Regions from separate parts of the Sus scrofa genome. Here region 2 is linked to region 1. The links are chromatin contacts, called in public HiChIP or PLAC-seq maps. All regions are on one chromosome and are shown on one strand. The core of a region is the stretch at or near the end of the contact, and the rest is flanking DNA. Distances in the headings are between cores, read along the strand shown.

Region 1 (3,538 bases), core at 328-2,827:
TCAGGAAAGGAAACCAGTACTGTGTATATTAGGTGCTTTACGTTGGTTATTTCATTTTATCCTTACAAGAACCATCTGAGATAGGTATTCTTGTTTAACAAATGTAGAAACTGAGATACAAGTAAGTAATTTGTGTAAGACCACAAAGTTAACAAGTAGAGAAGCCTGGATTAAGAATCAGTTTCAGGCTTTCCAATATTCCATACTACTTCAGAGAGATCCTAGGCTTCCTGCAGTAAACACCAGGTAGAGGAATTCTTACTATGGCACAGTGGGATAGGCAGCATCTCTGTGGCACCAGGACACAGGTTCAGTCCCTGGCCCAGGTTAAAGGATCTGTGGTGTGGATCTGATCCCTGGCCTGGGAACTCCATATGCCATGGGGCAGCCAAAAAAAGAGAAAAAAAAAAAAAGTAGGAAAACAATCTTCACCATCCTCCTCTGTCACAAAGTATTTGATTGAGCAGGTTTTATACTCCTACAGAATCCAATACTCAAGTCTCTGTGCTGCTGAAGGGGGCCTGGCCTTTGCCCAGTTCTACTCCTGTCTTTGCTACTACCTAGCTGTGTGCTCCCTAGCAATACTTCTGTAGGCATCAATTTTCCCACCTGTGAACTGGAGTCCCAAGAGAGTGGAGAGAGGCTTCAACTTTTGTAAGGGCTTTCCTTTCTAGGATTCTTTTTTCTTTTTTTTTTTTAACGTAAAGGGAGAAACTTTTCCTAAGGGAGCTCACCATCCTCTGTGCTCGCCCTTTTGCACTTCTCTCTGAGATGCTCATTTAGGCAGCCTTTCAAAGAGCTCTCCTTGAGCTTGGTAACAAATTCTCAACAATGTATTCACCACACAGAAGAGCGGTTCTTGGTAACTTAGAAAAAACCATATTCCTCTTTGACCAGCGTAAAGTCTTGTCACTCCCCCAGGACGTCCCAAATCAGAATTATCTTCTGCTTATCCCCCAAAGCCAAGAAGATCCTGTCTAGTTTTACTTTCCATAGACGGTAGTTTAATTTCCAAAACAAACGACAGGGTTTCTCCCCCCCCGCACCCCGTCCCCACTGCAAAGATAAAGTTCAATACATTTAACGACACCCCAATAAAAGTTAAAGGAAAAAAAAAACTCAATACGTGGTCGGCTCAGACACACCCCCACCGTGACACCTCCCCCAACTCCGTCCAGAGGCGTTTCCTCTGAAGTAGAATTAGCCTGATTAGTGCTCACCCGCGTAAGACCAGTCTGGGAGCTCCGTAAGAGGTCCGTAGCCAGAGGGGTTGGCAGCAAAGCCCTGCCTGGGTGGAGAAAAACAGCCCGGTGAGGACTAAGTTCAGCTTCTGGTCCACCCCAGAGCCCCCCAGACCGGCACTCACTGGAGTCGCCACTGGCTGCCCGCCTGAGCCGCCGTTCCGCAGTGCAGCCTCCGGACACCTGCTGGGAACAGAGGACAGAGTTGGAAGAGCGACTGTGCGGCCAACTCAGGGGTCCCGTCCCATCCCTGCAAGCTCCCGAGCCACCTACCCTATACACACTTACTAGATAGCAATATACCCCAAGCAGCCATGCTGAGGCGCAGAGCCGGAAATGGGCGTGGCCTCGATGGCCACGCGGGACGCTGCGGGGGAAGCCGGAAGTAGCCATCTTGAATCTGGTTTTCAATCACGGGCCCCGCCATCTTGGCTCGCCGTACGGAATAGAGGGATAAAGCTGCCTCCCCGGTTTTTTAGGCGTCGTGTGAATCCTCAGTGGTGGCTACAACTTTGGTGGAAGTCGCGTCCTTCCAGACTGAGCCGTTCTGAACTGTCCTTTGGAAACGCCCTTCGTCGCCCCTGGGGATCTCTAGTCCTTTGAAATTTATTCTCATTTCTCAGTTGAGTGACATTCACGTGACCTCATTCTGTCTTCTAGCATCACTGTAACATTTTCCCCAGCCTAAGACTCAAATCTAGGTTTCAGTTCTCACTTATTTATGAAACAATATTGAAGAGTTTATGTGTGACAAGCACTGTATTCCTTCCGTGCAGGAGAGTCTATGGAGAGCAAAGCAGAAGTCGCTATTAGGATAGAGCTCCTAGTCTAGAGAGAGATGACAATTATCAATTACACACATTGCTGTAGTATTACAGCTGAGATGAGTGCTGGGAAGGGAAGTAGGAGTTGTTTGTGAGTATATGATGAGAACTTGATCCAGAGTAGGCAGTCAAGGTTTTCTTGAGGAAGAGCTAAGATCCCATTTCGTTTTTTTAAGAGCTTCCACCACCATTGTCTAATATAAGCCTGTAAAAACCTTGTGAGGTAGGTAGTAAGTGGCCAACCCAGATCCGTGGCTTCCTCTCTCCTTTTAAACAAAAAAAGAATCACTCACAGACATACTTCATTTTACTGTGCTTTGCAGGTAATGCATTTTGTACAAATTGAAGGTTTGTAGCAGCCTTGCATAGAGCAAGTCTATCCATGCCAGATTTTCCAACAGCTCACTTCCTGTCTCTGTGTTACATTTTGGTAATTCTTGAGTATTTTCAGCTTTGGCATTATAATATTTGTTATGGTGTCTGTGATCAGTGATCTTTGACATTACTGTTGTAATTGTTTTGGCCTTTTTTAGCAATGAAGTATTTTTAAGGTATATCCTTTTTTTTAGACATAATGCTATTGCACCCTTAATAGACTACAGTATAGTGTGAATATAATTTTTACATATACTAGGAAAGTAAAAAATTCGTGGGACACACTTTATCTTGGTATTTGCTTTACCGTGCTGGTCTGGAACAGAACATGAATTATCTCTGAGGTATGCCTGTACTTGCTTTTGGGAAGTCCTTTATCTTTAATTTCTTCATTGAAAAAAAGCTTATTATACCACATTTATGAAAACATTTTAATAATGATAAGGTAAGTGAAAGTGCTTTATAAATGGTGGAACTCCTACAAAAGTGGCCGTTACTGTAGGACTAGACTAGACACTGCTGACTGGGCAAACTTGAAGGAGTGGTGTAATGGCCTATCTGGAAGTTTATCATTTCCTCCTGTAAGACTGGGAGGTTTTTCCACAGGAGGTGGCTCTCAACTGTGCTTTGAAAGAGGGGAAGGGTGGATCCTGGTTTAAGAAGTAAAAGCAGCTGTTTTGATAACAATAAGAATGGCAATAGAGGAGGGCTGACCTAGAAAAGATGGGAATAAAAGAACTTGGCTATATGCCAATGGATGGTCCCAAAAAACTAAGCAAGAGAAGTAAGACAATAGAATACAAATACCATTTTACATTTGTAGCTTTAATTTTCAGTTATCAAAACACTTCTATATAAATTTTCATAAACCTGTAAAGTGGATAAGATAGTCTAGGAAGCAGTCACCTTACAGATTGCTTGCAATTTTCAGAGATCAGGAAATTGAATCAAAATGTGGCTGTAGATTTATTGTGTTACAGTTGCAATAATGACTGAGTAACAGCTTTCCCAAGCCAGGCTCCATGTGGCTTTGGCTGGTTCTGAGATGGACAGCTGAAGCAGACAGTGCTGCAATCCCATTACATAATTTACAGTTGG
Region 2 (3,538 bases), core at 737-3,236, 260 kb after region 1:
ATGTTTCCTTGTGAAATTCTTTTCAGAAAATCCGCCTATCTCATGTTCTGAAGGGAAATGAAGGAAAGGGGGACATTGGGTCACAGTTTGGGAAGGAAAGTTCCTGTGACTTGGGCCCTGCATCAGAGGGAAAAGTGAATGGGGCTTTGATGAAGGGACAGACCTGAGCTTGGAAGTGTGCTCAGCCTGGGGGAGAGTGCTGAAACCTTGTTAGTGCTGCTTTGTTTTTATGATGGACACTGTTCTCCCACAGGTCTTTTAAAAATTCAGTGTTTAACCCTGGCTGGAGCAAGGGGGCTATAGGGCTTGGCCGAACATCATTCTAACAAACAGTACTATTTACAAACAAGCAATTGCTCTTGGCTTTTCGAATTCATCAGTAAAGTACTACAGTAATCTAGAAAATTACCTCTGGAAAAGAATCTAAATGTTATTTCCTAGACTTTACTGCCACCTAGTGGCTTGTACATTTCATTGATGAGAGAAGGTACTACAAAGCCTAAGAGAAATTGAATTTGGAGGAAAAAGCCACCCCATACCTTTGTGATAAAACTTGTTTCTTTCCTGTCACAGGAGGGCAGCAGAGATCCAAGAGGGCCTATGTATTGGGTGGGAGGGGGTGACTTTACATTCTGGCCAAAAGGGGGCGATGTCGAGTTAGGCACAAAAAGATGTGTAACCTTAAAGTAGCCCCAGGGCTTTGTTATATAGGGAAGACCAAGTGCACAGAGACCCACATGTTTACCTTTTAATATTTCCTTTTCTTACCTTGTCAGTTCAAGGGCTTCCTTTTTGGTTTATTCTAGACCTGTTTTTGTTCTCAGCTTGATCTCAAACTGGCAATAATCTTTAATTTTTCATTGGTGCGGGTGTGTGTGTGTGTGTGTGTGTGGCTTATTTTTTATTTCATTTTCTCTGTGACATTTTACCTTCTATTGAATTAGGTCTAGTCACTAAATAAGTTATCAAAAAAAGGAACTATTCTAAATTTGTAGAAAAATATTTTGAGTTGGCAGAGTATAATCTTTTTTTCAATTCATTTTTACCTGATTAGAAGATGAGATTCTTTTCCTCTTATTTTTGAAACCTTGAACCTGGAGTTCCTGTCGTGGCTCAGTGGTAATAAACCCGACTAGTATCCACAAGGACTCTGGTTTGATCCCTGGTCTTACTCAGTGGGTTAAGGATCCTGTGTTGCTATGAGTTGTAGTGTAGGTTGCACATGCGGCTCAGATCCCACATTGCTGTGGCTGTGATGTAGGCTGGCAGCTAGAGCTCTGATTGGACTCCTAGCCTGGGAACTTTCATATGCCGAGGGTATGGTCCTAAAAAAACAAAACAAAACAAAAAAACACCTTGAACCTGTTTATTTTATTTATTACAAATAAAAAAGCTAATTGATAATTCTCTAATTGGTGACTGAACTCTATTTTGTATTTGGTCCATTTATTAAAAGCTACATAAAAAAGAATATTAAGTAGATTTGTGTTTATAAAGCTCATCCCCTGCCTTATTTTCTCTGTCCTTGCAGCCCAGATGGTTCCTCCTGGAAGTCATCCTGCCCCTGAATTGCTTAGGAGCCTCCTCTTGGGGCTCTTAGGGTCCCCTGGTGTATGCCTCTAACTCTGCACTTACCATATTGTTATGAAACCATTCGTTTTCCTGTCTCTCCCACTGGACTTCTAATTTCTCTGAGGATAGGGACTTTATTAGCATAGCGTTAAGGGTCACAGTGCATGTTTGCTGAAGGAATGTGTGAATGAATAAATTATTTTCAGCTTCAAGAAAGTGTAGAATAGAATAGCTTGTATTATTAGTTACATGGATGCTAAGACACATGGCAAGTGTTGTGGAAGAAAGGAGCCAAGGAAACAATTGTTATGAGGGGCTGTGGGGTGGGGAACGAGCAGGAGGCTAGAAGTCGGGAGACCTGTGTTGTTAACTAGTTTCATGGACAAATAAGCTTATCTCTGGGCCCCAGTTTCCCTGTCTGCACAAGGAGGGGATTGGCCTGGATGGTCCTCAGAGGCTCTCGCATGCTGTTAAAGCCTCTGATGAATAGTATTCATGATAATCCCATTGTGTTTGAGGAGAACCGTGCTGTTTGTGTGGATCCTCATTTGAGCTTTGCTTTTTTCCCCTCTTCTTGCTTTTTTCTTCAGTTATTTTTTATCCATATTACCAGGTTTTCATCGTCCATCACAGGAGATGGAGAGTTAAAGTGTGACCGTCTGTAACAAAACGTGCAATATTTGTATAAGGCCTTTTATAAAATGAGACATCATTTGTCAAATGTTTTACAGTTCTCCCATTACCAGGCTTGCAGGACACACATATACACAGCAGCCCATGTGATCCTCACGGCCTCCCCTGTGATGAAGGGAGACAAATAGTAGTATTCCTGGTTTACACCTGAGGTAATTAAACCTTGGTGAAATGTAAGTTGACTTCTCCAGAGCCTGAAACTAATGTGACCAAGTGGAAACTTAATAAAAGACATTTGACTCCAAACTTTTACATTCCTTCCTCTATTATGTTTAGAGACTTTGGGATGATGAATATATACATCTCGTTGGAAGGTTTCCATTAATAGTAGTAAAGTTGCTTCTCTTTTTTTTTTTTTTTTTTTTGTCTTTTTAGCTATTTCTTGGGCCGCTCCTGCGGCATATGGAGGTTCCAGGCTAGGGGTCGAATTGGAGCTGTAGCCACCGGCCTACGCCAGAGCCATAGCAACGCGGGATCCGAGCCGCGTCTGCAACCTACACCACAGCTCACGGCAACGCCGGATCATTAACCCACTGAGCAAGGGCAGGGACCGAACCCGCGACCTCATGGTTCCTAGTCGGATTCCTTAACCACTGCGCCACGACGGGAACTCCTGCTTCTCTTTTTTAAATGAGAAAAACTTAGGAGAGGTTGATAAGAAAGGCTGAAGACAGGTTATCCGAGATGTTTCTGCAAAAGTTGGTTATCTTTAATGTGGTCCGAAAGAAATGGAGGAGAGTGCAGATTGGGAGTCCTGGCTTATCTAGCGAGGGTGACCCTGGACCAGTGCTGTTCAGTAGAACTTGGTGTTGGGGAGATGGAATTTTGTGCCAGCCACTGCAGTGCTAGCTACATGTAGTTATTGAACATTTGAAATATGGCTAAGTGACGGAGGCACTGAATTTTAAATTTTATTCATTTAGCTAAGTTTAAATGGTTACCTGTGGCTAGTGGCTGTGGTGTTGAACAGCACAGCTCTGGACAGATCAGGTGAGTTTCTTCATCTATAAATGAGAGGGTTAGACTAGCTGATCTCTAAAGCTCCTTTTATTTTTAGAAGTAGATGATCTGTGCCTCCTGAAATTATAGTGATTCACATTGAGCTCTGAACCTAGCGTTTCTGCAGAATAGTTTTCGATTTACATTTTCTCCAATTTCAGTATTAATTGGGTGACTAGGATCAGGAATGAGATGGATCTGAAGGAGAATCAGTATTTGAGTGTAATCTGCTCAGTGCTGGTGTCTGAATAGAGATGGTGCTGGGGAAGCATAC

Evidence for each region. HiChIP or PLAC-seq counts read pairs in DNA pulled down with a chosen protein or histone mark.
Region 2: a contact with region 1 is called in an H3K27ac HiChIP or PLAC-seq map of alveolar macrophages, with 5 times the contacts expected there. The contact joins the enhancer-like site here to the promoter of MRPL52 in region 1. A contact is called at or near these places in 1 of 5 promoter capture datasets (fetal liver), 12 of 47 Hi-C or Micro-C datasets (embryonic fibroblasts, epiblast stem cells, fibroblasts and 5 more) and 2 of 2 datasets of contacts at active chromatin or transcription factors (alveolar macrophages and skeletal muscle).

The regions. Positions count from the first base shown.
Region 1 is chr7:76,190,035-76,193,572 of Sscrofa11.1, forward strand. MRPL52 (mitochondrial ribosomal protein L52) reads right to left here and starts at 1,578. Exons shown (of 5, transcript NM_001185151.1): 1 at 1,530-1,578; 2 at 1,367-1,427; 3 at 1,221-1,288. The coding sequence starts at 1,557.
Region 2 is chr7:76,451,470-76,455,007 of Sscrofa11.1, forward strand. All of the region lies in intron 2 of DAD1 (defender against cell death 1), which reads left to right. Among named protein-coding and RNA genes, the nearest start is that of DAD1, 21 kb to the left of the region's middle. Within about 2 kb of position 1,987, at least 11 of the 83 cell types and tissues checked have an H3K27ac peak or open chromatin away from gene starts, as enhancers often do. A contact at or near this core is called in alveolar macrophages and epiblast stem cells, where this site is marked.